2 separate regions of the Sus scrofa genome follow, and region 2 is linked to region 1. A link is a contact called in public HiChIP or PLAC-seq data. All regions are on one chromosome and are shown on one strand. The core of a region is the stretch at or near the end of the contact, and the rest is flanking DNA. Distances in the headings are between cores, read along the strand shown.

Region 1 (3,760 bases), core at 822-3,321:
TAGTTATATGGACTCAATTTGCTTCCGGACCTTTTCCAGAGCCTTTCTGTCCAGTTGTCGCTGACGCACGATGACCAGGCAAGCAAAGACCAAGGCCACACCTACAACAGCCCCTTCGAATTTCCAGAATAAGTGTTGTTCCATCAGAGCTGAGCGGCAGCTAAGGGCAAGAAGAAACAGTTATTCCCAGGGAAGGCCACGTAGCCTCTCCCTCTAATCTCTTTCCTGCTTCATCCTAACCAAGATACATAGCTGAGGGAAGAAGAGGAAACCAAAGCCAGCCATTTATTCATTTATTCATTTATTTATTTGGCTTTTTAGGGCTGTACCCTCAGCATATGGAGGTTCCCAGGCTAGGGGTCGAATTGGAGCAGTAGCCACTGGCCTACACCACAGCCACAGCAAATGCCAGATCTGAGCCATGTCTGCGACCTACACCACAGCTCACAGCAATGCCGGATCCTTAACCCTCTGAGCAAGGCTGGGGATTGAACCTACATCCTCATGGATGCTAGTAAGATTCGTTTCCCCTGAGCCACGATGGGAACTCCCAGAGTCAGCCTTCTAATGTGTTTATAGCACATTAATCCCACTTGAATATTTAATTTGTTTTCTGGTGAGAAAAGCAGAGCTGTGTGAGCCAGTTTTACTGATGAGGAAATATGGCCAATAACATCGTGCCGAGGAGTAGAGCTGGGACTTGGGTTCGAGTTATTTGGCTCCAGATCCCCTCCTCTTTCCAATATGCCATGCTACCTCCAGACAAAGAGGAAGTGGGGGGACAATCTGCCTAAAGTCATAGGGAGCAAAGGAGGTGATCTAGGAGGTTTCAAGAAGAGAAGAAACACTTACCTCTTGAACTCATTCCTCTTAGATGAGCTGCATGTGATTTTCTCCACATACCCTGTGGAACTGCACTCAGGGGTAGTTTTCTGTCAGGAGGAAAGGACCAAAGCATATGTTAGGAAGTGGTGGCAGGAGAAGCAGAAGGCTGCCATTCAGAATGGGCAGGTGCCCAAGTGCTATGGCTCAGAGCTGGCAGGCAACAGAGAACTAATGAAGACTTCTGATGGCGATGATGAGGTGGTGGTTACATGATCAGGAGTATCTTTTAGCAAGAACACTTTGGGGCAAGACTCTAGGAGAGGTGACAGCAAGTTCTGGAGCCCACTGGAGTATAAATGAACCGAACACAGTTATTAACTGAATGTTGCCATTAACTTGAAAAGAGCATTTTTGGGGGGCGGGGGGAGGGGGACAAGTTCAGATGTGGACTTAGACTGCAAGGAAAAAGAAGACAAGACAATGCAAAGGCACACTTAGTTAATTTGATGTGAGGAAAGAGGGAGAGAAAACAGATACTCACAGCCTGGAAATTAGAACATGGAGCACACTCTTCTGCCACCACAAACTCTTCCACCAGCCAGCACCGCAAATTTGAGGTGCTCACTAAAGACGGAGAGAAAATGCAAGCCCCAGACTTCGTTCAGGAAGTATTTCTCCCCAAAGTTCTGCCCATCGACTTCCTAACCCCGCTGAATGGCCTCATTTCACGTGGTGCCGCCCTTTTCCACTCGTGTTCTTGGTATACGGGAAGATATAAACACAAAACAAAACAACTATAGGGGTGTCGGGTTCCTAGACATCACCCACCTGAAAGTTTCTCCTCGCGCACGGGAGCTTCTGCTTGGCTGCAGCGGGTGACGGGGGGGAAAGGGGCAAAAGTCAGTAGCCAGAAAACTGGGAACTGACCCACCTCCGCGGTCCAGGGACGGTCTCCCTCACCCCAGGGGGCGGGGACGACCCGCTACCGCCATCCCCTCCTTTTCCCTGCCCTCAGCCCCTCCTTACCAGAGCTTTAAAGTGAAAGCGCAGAGCAACCAGCAGAGGTGGTGGCCCTGGGGGAGGCCACGCCTCCCCGCGCCCGCAGGCATGGAGTGCTCAGCGTCGCACCTGTCGGGACACAGGGACCTGCTTGACTGGCCTCGTGCCTCGGTCGGAACGCAGAGGCGGCGCTTACTCAGCAGTCCTCGGGGAAGTTCCAATTCAGGGCTACGAAAAGCTGGTTTGCCTAACAGATCAAAGACTCTATCAGGACATTCCCATGACCACGGCAAGAAAAGGCAATAAGCATTTGTTGGCTAGGACCGTGAGTTTCCTTCGGACCCGTCAGATCCTCTCCAAGGGCCGAAAGGGCGTAGGGCCTAGCACTCCCTCGGCTCCGCCTCCACTCCCGGCGCAGCCATCTTGCTCCGCGCAGGACCCTGGGTTTTTCCAAAGTTAGGCCAGTCGTCGGAAGCGGAGGCCCGCGGGTTGCCTGATGGGCCTTGTAGTCTTCCGGGCTAGGTGGCGCCTCGCCGGTGCTCCCCGGGAAATGGATCCCCCTGCTTTTGTGCGGTGAGACGCGACCCATTGGCTCGACGCCCCGTTGCATTATGGGCCTGGTAGTCTTTTGCGGGAACTGGGGAAATGGCGGTGGTCGGGTTCGAGTTATCGGTTCGTTGCTCCCTAGGCTGTGGCTGGTTTGCTTTTCTGGGCTAGAACAGTGAGAAGTAAACGGAACTATACGTCTGCCTCTCAGGACTTTCTCCCTCCTTAATGGGATTCACAGGAATTCTCGTTGTGGCTCAGCGGTAACGAACCCCACTAGCATCCATGAGGATGCGGGTTCAATCCCTGGCCTCCCTCAGTGGGTTAAGGATCCGGCGTTGCAGTGGCTCTGTGTAGGCTGGCGGCTACAGCTCGGATTGGACCCCTAGCCTGAGAACCTCCATATGCCGCGGGTGCAGCCCTAAAAAGACAAAACACACACACAGGATTCACCATTAAGCATCGGACTTTTAAATACCCTTCTCCCTTCCCACCTCCATCGGAAGTCAAGGGGAGATCCTGGGTGGGCGGTCCAGAGATGGCAAAACTGCATTTTTTCCTCCTTCCAGGGGCCAGAATACCAGAGATCCAAGGTGAAAGTGAAGCCTTCCCCTGTCTCTGGGCTTTCACTCAGCTCTACCCAGGGTTCACCTCTCCTGTTAATTGCTAAATTAACCCAGAGCTGGTCCTTTGAATAACCTCCTCAGATGTTCTCAGCTGTCTCTTGCTCCTACCTAATGCAATGAGGAGAGCTTGAGATGTGAAGTCCCAAGAAGTGTTGAGTCCAAGTTCAGGTGCTTAAGCTAAATGACTTTAGGACTGTATCTGAATGGCAGTGTTCTGTGTCAAATGGAAATACTAATGTGCATTTTCTAGGTTTCGGTATTTTTTTTTGGCAAGATGCAAATGAAATGTTTATAAAAATACTTTATTCTCTTCTAATTATACTGCCTCACATTTACCTTTTAGAGTCAACATTTAGCTCACTGAAGTTGGCATTATCCTTGTTTTATGAATAAGATCAGAGTGTGTCACCTGTCCAAGATCACACAGCTAATAGAAGAGCTGAGGCTTAAGCCCAGACTTTCAGGCCACAGGTTTTTATTTTTCGTTTTTTAATTACTCAATGAATTTATTACATTTATAGTTGTATAATGATTGTCACAATCCAATTTTATAGGATTTCCATCCCATGACCCCAGCGCATGCCCCCACCCCCGTTTTTGTTTTTGTTTTTTGCCTCGCTTGTGGCATGTGGAAGTTCCCAGCCAGGGATGGAACTCGTGCCACAGCAGTGATCCAAGCTGCTGCAATAACAACGCTGAATCCTTAAACCCTCTGTACCACAAGGGAACTCTCCAGGCCATAGATTTGTGCCTGATTTCCATCC
Region 2 (3,760 bases), core at 686-3,185, 530 kb before region 1:
AAAAGGGAGCACCAGATTTGCAGATTGGGAAGGTAAAATTTCCCAGAAATCCTAAGAATTATGAATGAAGCCAGTGAGAGGGAGTCAGGGGAGGGGTTCAGACCCAGGAAGCTACAGAAGGGGAAAGACAGAGACCCACTCTTGGTCCTGGCTGGGGGATGGAGCCCACCCATCCGCCTGGAGCTGGAGAGCCTCTGCCTGCTTCCTTGTTTGCTGTGTGTTTTTAATGCTGCTGAGGAAACCATGCCCCTTTCTCCCAATGGCAACCTCCAGAGCCACTGTCCAGAACCAGGAAAATTGCCCCGATCCATACCCTAGTAGGAGGCACTGCGTTTCCCCAAGGAGAAGACCCATATCCCACCTACCCCTCATTCCAACCCCTGGCCTTGCTTGGGGCTGGGGGCGGGGGGCACTGAGTGGGGGCTGGGTGCCTATTGATCAAGCCAGGAATAGCCTGCCCAGGTCAGGACCTCCAGGGCTCAGCGCTGGCTTCAAGGCCTGGGTTAGCTGGGACCTTGGGGCCCGCCATGGCTTTCGGACATGAAGGAATGCACTGCCGAAGCAGAATCCCCAAGTGCAGACGCCTTCTGATTCGAAGGTTTGTCCAGCTGCTCACTCTGCCGATGGCCGACCCTGTTCTCCTCCCCCGACCAATCAATTTTCATCCTGATCAACGTTATACGGTCACAGCCAGCGTTTCTGCAGAAAGTCACAGGGCCACAAACAGACCCACGTGTATTTCACACTCACTTGTTTATTCAGGCACTCCTGCATTTATTAATTCAACAAGTGTTCATTCACTACCTCCCAAGCCGGGCCCTTGCTCCATCCTAGGACGGCAGCGATGAGTCAGGCCACGGCCCTGAAGTGCCTCAGCGGAGCGGAGGAGACAGACCTGAAAGTCGAGATCTTCAGGCAAGAGCAGAGGTTATGGCCTTCAGCCTGCAGCTTCATTCAGCACACACCATACTTCCTTGTTAATGTCTTTATTTTGCCTTTAAAATTAGTTGACAAATCTTATAAGCAGAGGTTTTCACATAAAAATTCAGATTTCCTGGACCTTCCAGAGGTCCATTCACACCCATTCTGCTTTTCCACGAGGCTACCTTCCCCTGGCTATAGACCGGCTAATTCTTCAGGTTGGGGATGCTTCCATCGACCACAGTCTTGCCCACTCCCTAACATCCGCAACCCTGAGAGTGCATGTCGGTTGCCACAAGTCACGCCACTGATGGCACTGTTGGTGCTCCCCAGCCACACAGCTTCTCTTGTTTTCTCCAAGACCCTTGTTCCTGCAAGCCTGGATCTAAGATCCTTGGTCCAGAGGGAGACGCACCTTGACAGAGGCAGCAGAGGGCGCTGTGGATGCGCACAGGAGGCACCTGCCCGGATTGCCTACAGCCGCAGAGGTTTCCTAACAGGAGGGAGGGCAGGGGATGGTTGCAGGCTGCAGGCTGTGCTTCCTCCATTAGCCAAACAACGGAGGGCAGCCGCCCACCCACGCCCCCGCCCTCCTAAGAGCACTAGTCACAGGGATGGGCGGGAACAGGAAGGCTCAGCCATCCAGCGCCTCCTTCCCGCCCCCCCGCCCCCATGTGGGGCTGCCCCCAAGGGGGAGGCAGAGTGGGTCCGGCCCCCAGCCCCTGGCTAGCACAGGTGGGAAGGTGCAACCTCAACGTTGGCAGGGGGACAGAGGGGACATGGGGGAGAGGCAGCTTGCAGATTTGTTCAGAGAGGGCAGGGGTGTGGGATGGAGGGGAAGTGGACTAAGCAACCAGCTTCCTCCCAAACCAGCTCCAGGCCAGGGCTGGGAATTTCACAAAAAGGCAAAAAGACTTATGTGAACATTTCCTGTCTTGGCCCAGCCCCCTTCCTGGCAGCGACAGCCCCACTGGGGGTTACCACATGGCTCACCTGTGAAGCAATCTTCCCGCGAGAGGGCTGAGTGTCTCAGCCAGAGCCCTATAAATGCTGGGCCCGCTCCTTGCTGTCCAACCCCTCTGTGTGGCTCCTGGGCTTGGGTAAGTGAGCCACCAGCTACCCTGCCTGCTGAACAAGAGCCCGCCTGCTGCCTCTCTGCTCCCTTCACCCATCTTGCTTTCACACCCCCCCCCCCCATCCTGGAAGCCCTCCTTGATTGACTGCCCACTCTAAAAGCCTCCTTCCCACTTTCTTCGATTGCGTTCTGCTGCAGCCTCCTGTCCTCAAAGGCTCTGCTCTTTGGCATTCTCTAGACATCCTGTAAACCCTTCATTCCTCCCCTGGGTGGAGTAGAGTCGTCTCCCAGTTCAGTTGCAGCCCCTGCTTTCATTTTATTCTCTTTCCCCCTTCATTCCTGCGTGCAGTGATAGGAGGTGTCGGGGAAGCTCTCCTTCTGAACGTGCAAACCCTTGCTTCTCCATTGCTCAGACAGAGTGCAGGAAGATGGCGGACCAAATGTCGCAGATGGAATGCAGCATAGAAACCATTATCAACATCTTCCACCAGTACTCGGTGCGGCTGGGGAACCGGGACACCCTGAACCAGAAAGAATTCAAACAGCTGGTGAAAAAAGAGCTGCCAAACTTTCTCAAGGTAGGGCTGGACTCTTGGCGGGCCTGCCCCAGCCTGCCAGCCAGCGGGGCTAAGGATGGAAGATGGGGGCACCATCCGCAATGGTCCAGGAGACATTCTAGCACCTTCACCCCCGCCTCCAGAGGTAGCAGAGGTAGCAGGCTCTGTGCTTGGGGCAGGGCTTGGAGCCCATCACTTGAGGTGGTTCATGTTAGGTGGTGCCAAGGGACTGAGTGTGTGCGGTGTACCAGGTTCTGTCCCAGGCAGGGCATGTAGGGTCCAACAAGGACCCACTGTCCTGATGGAAGAGACATACGGCAACGGGGTTGGGCAATCAAGGACACAGATAGATCCACTGCCCATAACTGCCCAGAAGAAAATCACTGTGGGTGATGTGGGTGATGTGGGAGAGGGGGGAGAGGTGACTGGTTAGGTGGACAGGAAAGCCCCCTCTAAAGAGGTGACCTTTGAGCTGAGACCTGAATGTTGAGCTTGGAAGCAGCCCAGAAAGACCCTTGGCGGCAGGAGACTGCATGCCTCAGATGGACTCAGAGGAAAACACTCGAGGGGGTTTTTTTCATCCGAAGGCTCTCTGGTGGGAAACACATGAACAGCACGTGGGAATAGACCCAGCCTAGCGCCAGTGTGTGCAAAGCCTCAGCAACATGTTGGTTAATTTCCCTGATGATTAGGCAGCTCTAAGACAAGGGGGATTCACTTCCCCAGATCTTTTTGTTTGGTGACTATGGGGAAACAGAGGGCTGAACCAAGAAGGGTGGGACATCTAGGTCTCTGTTCCATCGTCCCTGGGTGTCCCAGGGTAGGTGAGGCCCTCCCCACTTGGTAAGGCCAAGAATCGCAGTGGCCAGAGTTATTGGGGATGCTGACACCTCCCCAAAGGTGCAGACCTTGGCAGGCAGGACTCTGGGTCAGAGTTAGACCAGAGAGGATACAGCCGAGAGGTTGCACAGGCGAGGTTTCCCTCGGGGTGACTCCTCCCCCACCCTCCACCTCCAGAGCACAGGGATGATAGGCTGGGGGGGACACTGGGGCCCTGCCCGTGGGCTGCTCAGGAGCGAGGACTCCACTGGTGCGACAGCAATGGTGCAGAAAAGCAGAGCGCGTTGAAGTGGTGCAGGAAGGGTGTGGGAGGTGAGCCAGGCACAGCGGAGGTGCCCTGGCCAGTGGGGCCTGGATCCTTCACCTC

Evidence for each region. HiChIP or PLAC-seq counts read pairs in DNA pulled down with a chosen protein or histone mark.
Region 2: an H3K27ac HiChIP or PLAC-seq map of alveolar macrophages shows a contact between it and region 1. The contact joins the promoter of S100A9 here to the promoter of JTB in region 1. A contact is called at or near these places in 1 of 47 Hi-C or Micro-C datasets (mesenteric adipose tissue) and 1 of 2 datasets of contacts at active chromatin or transcription factors (alveolar macrophages).

The regions. Positions count from the first base shown.
Region 1 is chr4:95,712,237-95,715,996 of Sscrofa11.1, reverse strand. It overlaps JTB (jumping translocation breakpoint), which reads right to left and starts at 2,071. Exons shown (of 5, transcript NM_001128468.1): 1 at 1,852-2,071; 2 at 1,654-1,691; 3 at 1,367-1,449; 4 at 853-932; 5 at 1-160. The coding sequence starts at 1,934. The coding sequence ends at 4.
Region 2 is chr4:96,237,109-96,240,868 of Sscrofa11.1, reverse strand. S100A9 (S100 calcium binding protein A9) reads left to right here and starts at 1,935. Exons shown (of 3, transcript NM_001177906.1): 1 at 1,935-2,021; 2 at 2,410-2,574. The coding sequence starts at 2,425.